Linked DNA regions of Sus scrofa: region 1 is linked to region 2. A link is a contact called in public Hi-C data. All regions are on one chromosome and are shown on one strand. Each heading gives the region's core, a stretch centred on a gene start, on an enhancer-like site or on the middle of the called end of the contact. The rest is flanking DNA. Distances are from core to core; before and after follow the strand shown. Region 1 overlaps ARHGEF3 (rho guanine nucleotide exchange factor 3). Region 2 holds the start of CCDC66 (coiled-coil domain-containing protein 66).

Region 1 (6,659 bases), core at 3,197-5,696, 410 kb before region 2:
TCTCTCTCTGGATGAATAAGCTCCTTGAGGGCAAGGACTGAGGATGGCGGGGGGCTCGGGGGTCAGAGTTAGTGACTGTGTTAGTTTCCCATGGCTGCTGGAACACCTTCTTGTAAACTTAATGGTTTTAAACAACAGACATTATTTTATAGTTCTAGAGATCTGAAGTCTAAAGTCAGTCTCACTGAGCCAAAGACAAGCTGTCAGTGGGCCTGGCTCCTTTCTGAAGGTTCTAGGGGAAAATCAGTCTCTTTGCCTTTTCCAGCTTCTAGAGGCTGCCTGCATGCCTTGGCTGGTGGCCCCTTCCTTGCTTCACTTCCACTTCTGTCCCCCTCACTACATCTCTTCCTGCTGCTCTGACCCTCCAGTCTCCCTCTCTAGGGCCCCTTCTGACCACCTGTAAAGTGATTAGCTTCACCCAGCCAATCCAGGATTATCTAAAAATCCTCCCCTTAATCCCTTCAGCAGAGTCCTTTTTGCCGTGTGAGATAAGGTTCTCACAGGTTTGGGGAATTAGGATGTAGACGTCTTTGAGGGGCTGTTATTCAGCCTGCCACACCAGCATGTCCCCAAAGTGCTAAGCTCACAGATCTTGGCATCACTTAATGTCTCTCTAAGGAGTCTCCTCTTCCGATATGGGGATAGTAATAGTACTTCCCCTTCTTCTGAGACTTAACTAAAGTAATAAATGTGAAGTGCTTAGTACAGTGCCTGGTGAGTGCATTTCAAGTACTATCTATTAACACTCACTCTCTTATTCTTAGCACTCAGAGTGTTTGGATGAATGTTCTATTTTCTAGTTTGGTTGTTCTATAGACATTTAAGAACAAAAAATGTTGTCTTTTTTTCTTTCTTTCTTTCTTTCCTTCCTTCCTGTCTTTCTTTCTCGTCTTTTTAGGGCTGCACCCGTGGCATATAGAAGTTCCCAGGCTAGAGGTTAAATCTGGAGCTGCAGCTTCTGGCGTACTACGCCACAGCCATGGCAATGCCAGATCCAAGCCTCATTTGCAGCTTACACCACAGCTCACAGTAACGCTGGATCCTTAACCCACTGAGTGGGGCCAGGGAACAAACCCACATCCTCATGGATACTAATCAGATTCATTACTGCTGAGCCACAGTGGGAATTCCTATATATTTTTAATTTAAGAATCTCACTTTGGGTTTTAGGATATAAGGCAAGACTACAAGACTAAATCATCTTTTGCAGGAAAAATATATTCTTTTCCTTTGTAGAATGATACATAAACAGTGCTAAAGGGTGGAAAGAGATTAATTTAGCACCTGAGTAATCCATTTGGCTACAAGTCAAGTCTTTTTTCACTTTTCCATGTACTTGGTGAAGCTTTGTCCTGATATTCACACCGTGGCTGCTCATCTCCTGCCCTCAGGTCTGTTCCAGCAGGGGAGGAAGAAAGAGGGAGGGCCAACACTATACAGGGAAGCAAAGGCTTTGGGGAATCCTCAGCAGATTTTTGTCTACATCTTTGGCCAGAACTGAGGTGTGTATCCTCCTTTATCTGCAGGGAGGCCTGGGAGGGTGAGTGTTTAATTGCAACCTAGAACACACTGGGTGCTGCTAGTGAGGCTGAAAGATGCGTCACTGTCCCTTGTGATTCCCTAGAGAAACTTTGGCTGATGCTGATCCCCAAGGAGATCTGGATAAGAATGGTTGCATGTTTATTACCATATTGTTTGTAACAGAAAAAAACGTAAACACCCCAAATATTCATCAGCAGGACAAGCAGGAAGAAATGGATATTTTGTCCATACAGTCAAGTACTGTAGAATAATTATCACCTGCACATATCAACATGAATAAATCTCAAAGACAGGAAGTATCAAATAGAAAAGTATAGAAGTTTAAGAATAACATGCCTTGATTCCGTTTACAAAAAGCTTACATGAAGAAACACTGTTGTTTGTAGTTGCATCGCAAGATGAAAATACAGATAGGAAGTGATCAATGTCATATAGAAGTGAGGAAGGGAGGAAATGGGGAGGGATGTACCGTGAACATCTGTTGTTTCTTGTTATCGGGGGAGGATCCCGGTTTTGTGGGGTCTGCCACATGTATAATTTGGGAGGCTCTTTTTAAGAAAAAAGAGGGTCCTGCCCTGGTTTTACTGTGTGTCTGCCTCTAACTGGCCATTGCAAGTGTGTATGTGATATACTGAGAAATCATTTCTAAAGTTATGTGGGGAGCTCTTTGTAAGTAATGATAAGATTCATCTACACAATAGCTAATGATTTTGGAACACTTTCCATAGGCCATGTGCTAGGCTAAGGATTTGGTGGGATTTTTTTCACTGACTTGTTACAACCAACTTATGATTATGTGCAACTTATGTTCTGCTTATTAGTCTCCGTTTATGGCCAAAGCAGAGGCTCAGAGCGGTTAAGTCATTTGCCCAAGGCCACTCAAAGAGTGTATGGCAGTCTCGGGGTTCAGACTCATGGACAGAACAGGATTTGTCTACTATGGATTAAGATTGCCACACATAGTGATTTCTGTTATTGCTTATGTGAATGTTATGTGCACCTCAATAAAGACTCATTATTTTTTACTAACTGGAGGAAGTGTGACACAACCTGAACATATCTTCCCATCACATGGAGATTCTTTTTGGAATTAGTATGTTCTTTGGCAGTATTTCTCAAAGTAACTTATTTGTTGCATAGGTAAGAATGGTTTGTGATACATTAAATGTCTTTGACTAAAACTTAATTTAAAAAAAAACCTTTCAGGAGTTCCCGTCATGGTTCAGTGGGCAACAAATCCGACTAGGAACCATGAGGTTGCTGGTTCGATCCCTGGCCTCGCTCAGTGGGTTAAGGATCCGGCGTTGCCGTGAGCTGTGGTGTAGGTGGCAGATGTGGCTTGGATCCTGCGTTGCTGTGGCTGTGGTGTAGGCTGGCAGCTATAGCTCTGATTCAACTCCTAGCATGGGAAACCTCCATATGCCGAGGGTGCAGCCCTAAAAAGCAAAATAATAATAATTAAAAAAACCCTTTCAAAATCCTTGTTGTATTTAATCTGTTGTCTGAGCTAATACAAAACTTCAGTCTTAGATAATCAAGAAGTCAGTCCTGATGATTTCATAGTAGTAGAACTCAGTGAGGTTCTCCCCCATGGATGTACATTAAACTTCTTGAGCCCCCAGAACAACACGTTTTAGTGGATACGTGGGTCTGTTTCGTGGTATCTGCAAAGGATAGGACTCTTTGCATGCCCATGGGTATATATACGTGAACATGACTTCCTGTGGATACCGAAATGCCTAATTTCTCAGTTGGAAGAGAGGGTAAAGGCAGGCCAGGTTTGAATTGGCCATTCCTTGAAACAGCTTGAGTTAAAAGCCAAATCATGCAAACTCAAAGGGCTGGCTGCCGGCTTTCTTCTGGAGTGTGGTGAAGATGGCTTAGGAGTGGTCTGTGAGGTCCTTGGGTTGCAGGGTTCAGCCTGGGGGCTTGGCTGTGGAGGCCTCAATGGAGGGAGCCCCTGTGGCTGAGGCCAGGGAGGAGCTCACAGCATCCTCAGAGCTCTGGACACGGTCTTTGCTCTGGGGAACCTGCAGCAACGAAAGCAGGGAAGTGAACCGGGTCAAGCCAGTGTTGCTCTTGGCTTTGGAGAGAGAAAGGAAAAAAGGCAGGGTGACCGGAAGGAGAAGAAGCCAAGCCACCTTCTCAGTCACATGAATATTTGTAAATATTGGACAGTATCTGTTACCAAGTAACAGCCTTGCCAAATGATTGAGTGGAGGGCCTCCTCTTTGATTTCGCTAGCTGTGTGTGTGTGTGTGTGTGTGTGTGTGTGTGTGTGTGCGTGCGCGCGCAGAGAGTATTTGCCTTCTTTTGTGTAGTTCTATGGGTTGAATAGAAGGATGGTTGTTTCTCAATTGTCTGAGTGCAGGCTGACTGTAAAAATTTGGCACTGCAAAGTGAGCAGCAGTTTGTGATGTGATCAATTTGGCATTTGTGTAAATAACTTGAGAACCTTAAACACAAAACTGTACATCATATACTGTAGACTCAGGACATCAGAGGTAGTTAAGTCTTGTCTACCTCGTTTTTGAAATGAGGAAACAGGCCAGAAGAGCCTGCATGTAAGGCTGCTTACACATGTATAAATGTTTGTAAGGAGCCTGCCTTTTTGCAACATGAAGGCTTTACAAGTTCCTGCTGAAGCATCTCCAGGAATTTTAAATTGGAACATGGGGCCTCTGGAGGAGTGAAAATGTAAAACCCTCCAGGTTTTCTGATAATTACAAAGACATGGCAGTGGGGTGGGGGTGCCGGGGGCTGCTGGGATCACTCACCCCACCGGACCCCCATTTCCTGCTGGAGCCTCTCATTTTACTCTCAAGCTGTCCCTCTCTGTGGAGCAGGGCACATGACAATGTGGAAAAAGCCCCCACAAACAGCTCCTCTGAGTTCCTGTGATAACCTGCCCAGGGGAGGCCCTGTGTGGAGTCAGCCCTGTTTATGGAGAGGCTGCCAGACCTCACTCTCCCCTGGTCCTTCTTGCTCAGACAAGCCTGCCACTAAGCTGCCACTGTCGGAGGGCAGTGTTTGTTTTTAGCATTTCTTCCCACTCACCATGAGTTGCTTTTACTTTTGATAGTACCCCCTTTCAAGAAGCCAGTGCTCTCAGGCCGTGGACTGAGCAGAAATGACCAAATGCGGACCCTGCCCTGAAGGAAATCTGCATAGGGTACATGGGTGAATAGGTCAGAAGTCTGAGCTGAGAGTTGGGGAATCAATAGAGTAGTGGATACCCTGGTGGAGGTTGTGGGGGTCAGGGAGGCTGCTTAGAAAGGGTGACACTGGGACTGACTCAGCTGCTCAGAGAGAACCAAGCATCATAGGTCTGGACGGTGTTGTGGGGACGGGTGGTGGTCCTGGAGGCCTGGTGTAGGGTTGCTTGGGTCGGGCACCCGGGAAAGAGGTCTGGGGTAAGTGGGGTGGGGATGGGTGTACTGGTTAGAGGGTCTACTTAGTTGTACTTTTTTTCTTTTATTTTTTAATTAAACTGTAGTTGATTTACATTGTTGTGCCAATTTCTGCTGTATAGCAGAGTGACACAGTCGTGTGTGTGTGTGTGTGTGTGTGTGTGTGTGTGTGTGTGTGTATTTTTCTCTTATTTATCTTCCATCATGGTCTGTCCCAAGAGACTGGCCATTCTAAATGTAGTAGTTTGCGTCTACTAACCCAAAGTCCCTGTCTATCCCACTCCCTCCCCTCTCACCCTTGGCCACCACAAGTCTGTTCTCGATGTCTGTGGGTCTTTTTGTAGATAGGTTCATTTGTGTCATATTTTAGATTCCACATAGAAGCAATGCATATGGTATTTGTCTTTCTCTTTCTGACTTACTTCACTCAGTATGGTTGTCTCCATGTTGCTGCAAATGGCATTGTTTTGTTCTTTTTTATGGCTAAGTAGTATTCCATTGTATATATGTACCACATCTTCTTAATCCATTCTTCTGTCGATGGACATTTAGGTTGCTTCCATTCTTGGCTATTATGAATAGTGTTGCTATGAACATTAATTGAACTTTTTTTAAATCTTGGGTTTTATTTTATGAGATATGGAACCTTTCAAAGATTTGAAATGGGATGCAGAGATGGAAGACTGACTGGATTTGAGATTTTACAGCTTCTTGCTTGTTGCAGTGTGCAGGTGGAGCTAAGACGGGGACTAGATGGGGGAGGAAAGGGTCTGAGTAAAATAAATGCAGGTGTTCTCGTTGTGGCTCAGTGGTTAATGAATCTGCCTAGGAACCATGAGTTTTTGGGTTTGATCCCTGGCCTCGCTCAGTGGGTTAAGGATCCGGCATTGCCCTGAGCTGTGGTGTAGGTCACAGACACAGGTCAGATCTGGCACTGCTGTGGCTCTGGAATAGGCCGGTGGCTACGGCTCAGATTTGACCCCTAGCCTGGGAACCTCCATATGCTGTGGGTACGGCCCTAGAAAAGACCAAAAAAAAACCAAACAAACAAAAAAAAAAAACAAAGAAAATAAAAGAAAAAATGCAGAAATAAGAGAGAGGGGGGGTGTCTCTGTGGACTCCTGGAGGCCAGAGAGGGTGTGGGGAGTCCCTTCCTTAATTAGGAAGCCCCGGTTTCTAGATCTGCTCCATGGGAGTGGGGACAGTGGTGAGGATTAAAGAGCTCGTGGGCCTGTTTGTGGAGGGTGCAGATTCCTGTCTTTCTCTTCTCAATCAAAACTCACCCGGCCTGTGCCCCAGCCCCCAGGGCCTGGCCCTTTGCTACTTGGCTGGTGAATGATTTCTTGTCACGTGTGGGATTTAATGAATAGTCAGCCGGTATTAATATGTTACCCAGTCCTGATAACCTATTTACATTTTAAGCAGAAGTCCTCAGTGCCTGGACTAAAAGAGTCCTCAGTGTTCTTAAGTCAGCCCTGAAAATTTTATCCATTTTACCAGAAAACCTTTAAATGTCCAATTTTAGCTTCAACTTCTATTTTTTACATTTTTCTCTATCAAAGTTTCAAATTGAAATGAAGTTTCTTTAAAAAGTGGTAAGAAAGTTTAGTCTCTTTTGCCCCCTAGTGGCAGATTCGTAAATACCTCTTTTTGATTCCAACCCCTGGAATTTATAGACTCTTCATGTGCCTCCTATATGCTAGTGCC
Region 2 (6,361 bases), core at 3,196-5,695:
ATTTTAAAGGGGCAATGTATTTTGTAGCAAAAGGCACTGTGGGCTCCTGACAAAAAATAAAAGAAAATTATCGCTGGAGTTACCTGGTGGCCTAGCAGTTAAGGATTTGGCATTGTCACTGCTGTGGCTTAGGTTTAATACCAGGCCCAGGTACTTTTGCATGCCATGGGTGCAGTCAAAAAAGGGGGGGGGGAATTATCACTTAGCTCCAGTATAAATTTTTTTTTCCTGTTTTTGCTTTTTAGGGCTACACCCGTGGCATACGGAGGTTCCCAGGCTAGGGGTTGAATCAGAGCTGCTGCTGGCTTACACCACAGCCACAGCAATGTGGGATGCGAGTCACATCTACCATCTACACCACAGCTCATAGCAACGCTGGATCCTTAACCCACTGAGCAAGGCCAGGGATCAAACCTGCATCCTCATGGATAATAGTCAGATTTGTTAACTGCTGCGTTATGATGGGAACTCCTCAAGTGTAAATTCTTAAAGGAGGAAGCTAAATGCATGTAAGATTCTGTCAAATACATCCTTTAGGTGTGGGAAAATGGAATTTGAGTAAGAAAAGAAAATTCTATTTCAAAAAATTCTGAATATTGATTTTTAGAGCTCTCAGAAGCTGTACTGTCCAGTATAGTAGCTATTAAATTTACTTATTTAGTTAGTTAGTTAGTTAGTTAATGGCTGCATTTGCAGCCTATGGAGGTTCCCAGGCCAGTGACTGAATCTGAACCACAGCTGCCAGGGATTAAACCCACACCTCTGCAGCAACCTAAGCCACTGTAGTTGGATTCTTAGTCTACTGCACCACACTGGGAACTCCATAAATTTATTTTTTATTTATTTATTTATTTTTTGTCTTTTGTCTTTTTGTCTTTTGTTGTTGTTGCTATTTCTTGGGCCGCTCCTGCGGCATATGGAGGTTCCCAGGCTAGGGGTTGAATCGGAGCTGTAGCCTCCGGCCTACGCCAGAGCCACAGCAAGGCGGGATCTGAGCCGCGTCTGCAACCTACACCACAGCTCACGGCAACGCCGGATCGTTAACCCACTGAGCAGGGGCAGGGACCGAACCCGCAACCTCATGGTTCCTAGTCGGATTCGTTAACCACTGCGCCATGACGGGAACTCCGTCAATTTAAATTAAAAATCAAATAAATGAGTTAAAAGTTCACTTCCTTAGTCACAGTGGCCACATTTTAAGTGCTCAGTAACTACACATGGCTAGTGGCTGGCTATCATATTGGACAGCACTGATTTTAGAACATTTCCATCACTGCAGAAAGTGTTATTGGACAACACTGATCTAGAGAAATGAGTTATATAAGACTTTTTAAACTGAAAAATTATTCCACTTCTGTGAAAGGACCAGCCTGAAAGCAACGGAATGACAACTTTTCACCATCACTCCAAACACTTTATAACAGTTTGACAGGAATTATTTTCAAATCACTGTAAAGTAAGCTGCATTTCACAAGTGAAAATAAGTCAAGTCAAAGTCATTTGGCTTACCTTTACAGAAATTTTTGATTTATGTTCTACAAAAGAAAAAAAAAATTACTAAACTATTAACCAAAAACATACTAAGGCAGTCACAAAAGAAAATTTTAATTACTACTGGTTTAAGAAAATATTAAGTAAAAACATTAATCTGCCAAGCATTAACTTGAGTGTTCTAACTTTTACAGTGTGTTTCAAGTCTTTTTATTTTATTTTTGTTTAATTTTCAAGGTAAAACCATAAATAGATCAGAAAAAAAGAAAATAATGTGAATACTGTGAATTTTAAAATACTGAAAATGATTTTAAAACTATAGTCTTAGTATAAATGTAAGTTTCTAAAAAATAATTCTTTACATGAACAGAACATATTCATATAAATTCCACCTAGATTTTTTCATTAGGCAATAAGCATATCTGCTATATACAAATATAATAAAAGGTATTACAAATGATATATACTGAAACAGCAAATTATACAAATACTGACAGGGTAAGCAATGATATAATCTAACTTGGCTAAATATAAATTTGAGGCAGTTAGGGAAACCACCTTTTTTCAAAGTATCATTTAATAAAAACATTCCATTACAAGCAAAAAAAAAATGTGTTAAACAAGTATAACTTAAAAGTTAGCATTTTAGATTTCCAGTAACATAGCATACCATATGGAGACAATATTAGCTTGGTTTTTCCATCCAAGAATTCAGTTTCAAGCTTTAAACCATCTCTGCAAAATACAAGAAAGTTGTCATTTTTGGAGTTCCCATCGTGGTCCAGCAGTTAACGAACCTGACTAGCATCCATTAGGACGCAGGTTCAATCCCTGGCCTCACTCATTGGATTAAGGATCCAGCGTTGCCTTGAGCTGTGGTGTAGGTCACAGAAGCGGCTCGGATCCCACGTTGCTGTGGCTCTGGCATAGGCCGGTGGCTACAGCTCCGATTCGACCCCTAGCCTGGGAACCTCCATATGCCGCGGGAGCGGCCCTAGAAAAGGGCAAAAGACAAAAAAAAAAAAAAAAAATTTCAACAGGTGTTCATTTTTTAAAAACTGAGGTATAGTTGAAACCATTCTTTGAAAACATTTTTCAAACCAAGATAAAATTTAAAATTACATGGAGAAAATTCCTGAAACTTTCCAAAAATACAAAGAATTTATCATTTTTAACCTGAAATTTCATTTTGTTAGCTGACAAACAATAAATTAGACTGGTTATCATAACGGTTATCTATTTATTTATTTATGTATTTCTGTCTTTTTAGGGCCACACCTGCAGCGTATGTAAGTTTTCAGGCTAGGGGTTGAATCTGACCCTAGCCGCTGGCCTACATCACAGCCACAACAATGCCAGATCCAAGCAGCATCCGCAACCTACACCATAGCTTGGGGCAACACCAGATCCTTAACCCACTGAGTGAGGCCAGGCATCAAACCCACATCCTCATGGATACCAGTCAGGTTCTTAACCTTCTGATCCACATTGGGAACTTCCCCATCATTTAATTCTTCTAACTCTAACTGGAAAAAATAACACTGTTATAAAACTCCTCACCTACATTAAAGGAGCAAAACATATCTAACTACCATTTATTAGTTTTATGATGGTCTCATGACTAACACATTCTATGGCCTGTTAGAGCATTATTTGAAAATGAACTAGAATATTGCCACCAGGGTTATTAACTGCCTGAGCATGGAGTTCTACTCTATTTTGAATATTTCAACTAATACATATTCACACTTAGTGACGCTTGTGTTACTATCACAGCAATACATCCATAATAAACTGGCCTCTACACTTTATTTGTGCCTGTGAAATCCAAAAGCACAAAACAAAAGGAAATGCTGCAAAGGAAACTTGTATATCTGTTAAGGTTCTAATAAAAATTCCACTGAAAACAAAACAGCAGTCCACTCAGTTAATTTAGTTTTAATGAGAGAGATAGAGAAAGACATGTCAATAACATCAACGGGGATAAAAGTCACGTCCAAGAGACAAAATAAAATGCAATGGACCAGTAAAAGAAACGCATCACGATATTTGCACTGATGCTAAGGTAGGGGAAATTACATGACTTCAACTTACTGCTCTAAACACTGCAAAGGATAGGTTTTAAAGGTTTCGCGGTTGTGCGGTTACGACCAGCTCCTATTTACGTTGGTGAAACTTGAAAGACCTTGAAGTAATAATGTATGCCTATTCAGCGTTACTGCACTGAAAACGTGTTCAGGGGCAGACTCTCTTATTTATTTTTACATCCCTAGATTCTAGAACAAAAAAAAATTGCTAAATGATATGGACGAGTCTAAACTTAGTGACTTTTTAATCATCTCAAAATAACAAATTTCCCAGTGATAAAAACCACACGACAGTCCTTTTTATTTACTCAACCACTACTTAATGAGGCCCTATGAGATGCCAGGCACTGAGAATACATGATTCGAGAAGCCTCTGCTTCTCATTTGGCGGGCGCCAAACTCCTCTGGGCGCTCTGACATTCTGCAAAGAACCCAAAGACAGGGTTGCAAAGCGCCAGGGCCTGGGCCAGGATTTCTCCTCAGGAAGCTGCTAAGCTTCATCTCTCCACCTGCCCTCACGCCTCTCCTCCCGCTCCATCCTGAGGTGAATGAGAGGGCGGAAGGGAGGCACAGACATCTAAATCCGAGATATGAAGCGGAAAAGTCAAGGCTGCGGGGGGCGGTAAAGGCCGACCTCGCCCCTCTCCACCTCAGGGAGCCGGGCACTGCCGCTTGGGGCGCCACAAGCCTGAAAGGGTCTCCAGGAAGGACTCCAAGGGTCAGCCCAGCGTCGCCCCATCTTTCCACTGCTTACCCCAAGTTCATGGCCTGACCTCCCGCGCGCTCCACAGGACGCTCAAGCTCCTTGCGTACGCCGGTTGCTGCTCAACAAGCGCCACGCCGATTCGATTAAGTGATGCCGGCGAGCTGGGGAAACAGACCAATCAGAGTTGAGGATGCTGACGCGTGCGCTCAACGGGGGCGAAGCTGCAGGAGCAACCAGCTTGGTGGGTACCTCCTGGGTTTTGTTTGCAGGCCAGGCTGTTACCGCAGCAGCTGTGGTCGGGAACCTGGTCTCTCGCTATTATAACTTACAGAGTTCAGGCGAGGCTCTCATACAAATGCCTCATTTCAGGTGGAGGTGGCTAAAATAGGGAAAATAAAAAAGCATGACCCTTTTTTTTTTTTTTAAGGGCCACTCGCGCAGCATATGACGGTTCCCAGGCTAAGGGTCGAATGGGAGCCACGGCTTCAGGCCTACGCCACAGCAACGCCAGATCCAAGCCATGTCTGCAGCCTATTCCAATAGCTCAGGGCAATGCCGGCGCCTTAACCCACTGAGCGAGGCCTGGGATGGAACCCCCAACCTCATGGTGCCTAGTTGGGTTCATTTCTGCTGCGCTCAGGACTGGAACTCCAGCATAACCCATTTTAGAAAGTTAACATTTTTCTGTATTTTACATTTGGAAAGAGGCTTATTTTAATATAAAAAAAAAGCGGAGTTCCCGTCGTGGTGCAGTGGTTAACGAATCCGACTAGGAACCATGAACTTGCGGGTTCCATCCCTGCCCTTGCTCAGTGGGTTAATGATCCGGCGTTGCCGTGAGGTGTGGTGTAGGTTGCAGACGCGGCTCGGATCCCGAGTTGCTGTGGCTCTGGTGTAGGCTGGTGGCCATAGCTCCGATTCGACCCCTAGCCTGGGAACCTCCATATGCCGTGGGAGCGGCCCAAGAAATGGCAAAAAGACCAAAAAAAAAAAAAAATATATATATATATATATATATAAAGCAAGGGAGGGGATAATGGGGATAGACTACTAGGTCTGGTACAGGTTATGTCCAGTTTCTAGCTGTGACCCCAGCATGAAGCCAAGTACAGTGTAGCCCTTTTTAAAAAGGGGCAACAATCACAAGAGCTCAGTAAATTAGCTCTCAAGTGCCAGACGTGGATCTAAGCTCCTTTTGTCTATTATTTAAGCTTTCAGCATTATCCCTGAGGCACAGGGAGGTTAAGCAGCTTGCCTGAGGTCACTATATAGTTAAAGTATACAAATTGTTTAATCTATCTGTTTTGTGGGATTTTTACAAACTATAGTTGTAATAAGTGAGGCACATTGAATTCTCAAAGTGCATTCAGTGAAAACTGAAAGATATCTTTTTTTTTCTTGTCTTTGCCATTTCTTGGGCCGCTTCCGAGGCATATGGAGGTTCCCAGGCTAGAGGTCTAATCGGAGCTGTAGCTGCCGGACTACACCAGAGCCACAGCAACGCGGGATTCCAGCCGCGTCTGCAACCTACACCACAGCTCAGGGCAACGCCAGAACCTTGACCCACTGAGCAAGGGCAGGGGTCGAACCTGCAACCTCATGGTTCCTAGTTGGATTCATTAACCACTGAGCCACTGCGGGAACTCCCAAAGAGATCTTTTAGTATTTATGCTCCTGGCCTGTGGAAGATGTTTGACTAAATAAATTAACTGGTACCAATGTATATTTGAAACTGGGTTGTTTGTTTTTTTAAGGAAAAGTTGTCTGTGCATAGAAAAAAAGGCTAAAAGGATTTAAACCAATATGTTAGGAGTATTTCTGAGAGCTAGAGTGACATGACTTTTTAAATTTTATGTTGTTTCTAGCTTTTATTATGGAAATATTTAAATAAGCAAAAAATAAGAATAGTTTAATGAACACCTATATACTCTCTACCTAGTTTTGAAAAATGTTAATGCTTTGCTACATTTGGTTTCTCTCTCTCTCCACGTAGGAAGGCACACCCATACACCCACATCCATACACTCATACCCACACACATGCACACACACACTTTTTTTTGCATCACTATTTGCAA

The links. A called contact is a pair of places that touch in the nucleus more often than the background predicts.
Region 1: a contact with region 2 is called in a Hi-C map of mesenteric adipose tissue, with 1.7 times the contacts expected there. The contact joins the enhancer-like site here to the promoter of CCDC66 in region 2. A contact is called at or near these places in 1 of 5 promoter capture datasets (liver) and 7 of 47 Hi-C or Micro-C datasets (blood, embryonic fibroblasts, fibroblasts and 4 more).

Annotation. Positions count from the first base shown.
Region 1 is chr13:38,842,603-38,849,261 of Sscrofa11.1, reverse strand. The region is part of intron 2 of ARHGEF3 (rho guanine nucleotide exchange factor 3); the gene reads left to right. Among named protein-coding and RNA genes, the nearest start is that of ARHGEF3, 80 kb to the left of the region's middle. Within about 2 kb of position 4,446, at least 16 of the 83 cell types and tissues checked have an H3K27ac peak or open chromatin away from gene starts, as enhancers often do. A contact at or near this core is called in mesenteric adipose tissue, retroperitoneal adipose tissue and subcutaneous adipose tissue, where this site is marked.
Region 2 is chr13:38,436,753-38,443,113 of Sscrofa11.1, reverse strand. It overlaps CCDC66 (coiled-coil domain-containing protein 66), which reads right to left and starts at 4,445. Exons shown (of 18, transcript XM_021068988.1): 1 at 4,333-4,445; 2 at 2,162-2,226; 3 at 1,510-1,535. The coding sequence starts at 4,343. It overlaps LOC110256250 (a long non-coding RNA gene), which reads right to left and starts at 770. Exons shown (of 2, transcript XR_002337594.1): 1 at 415-770.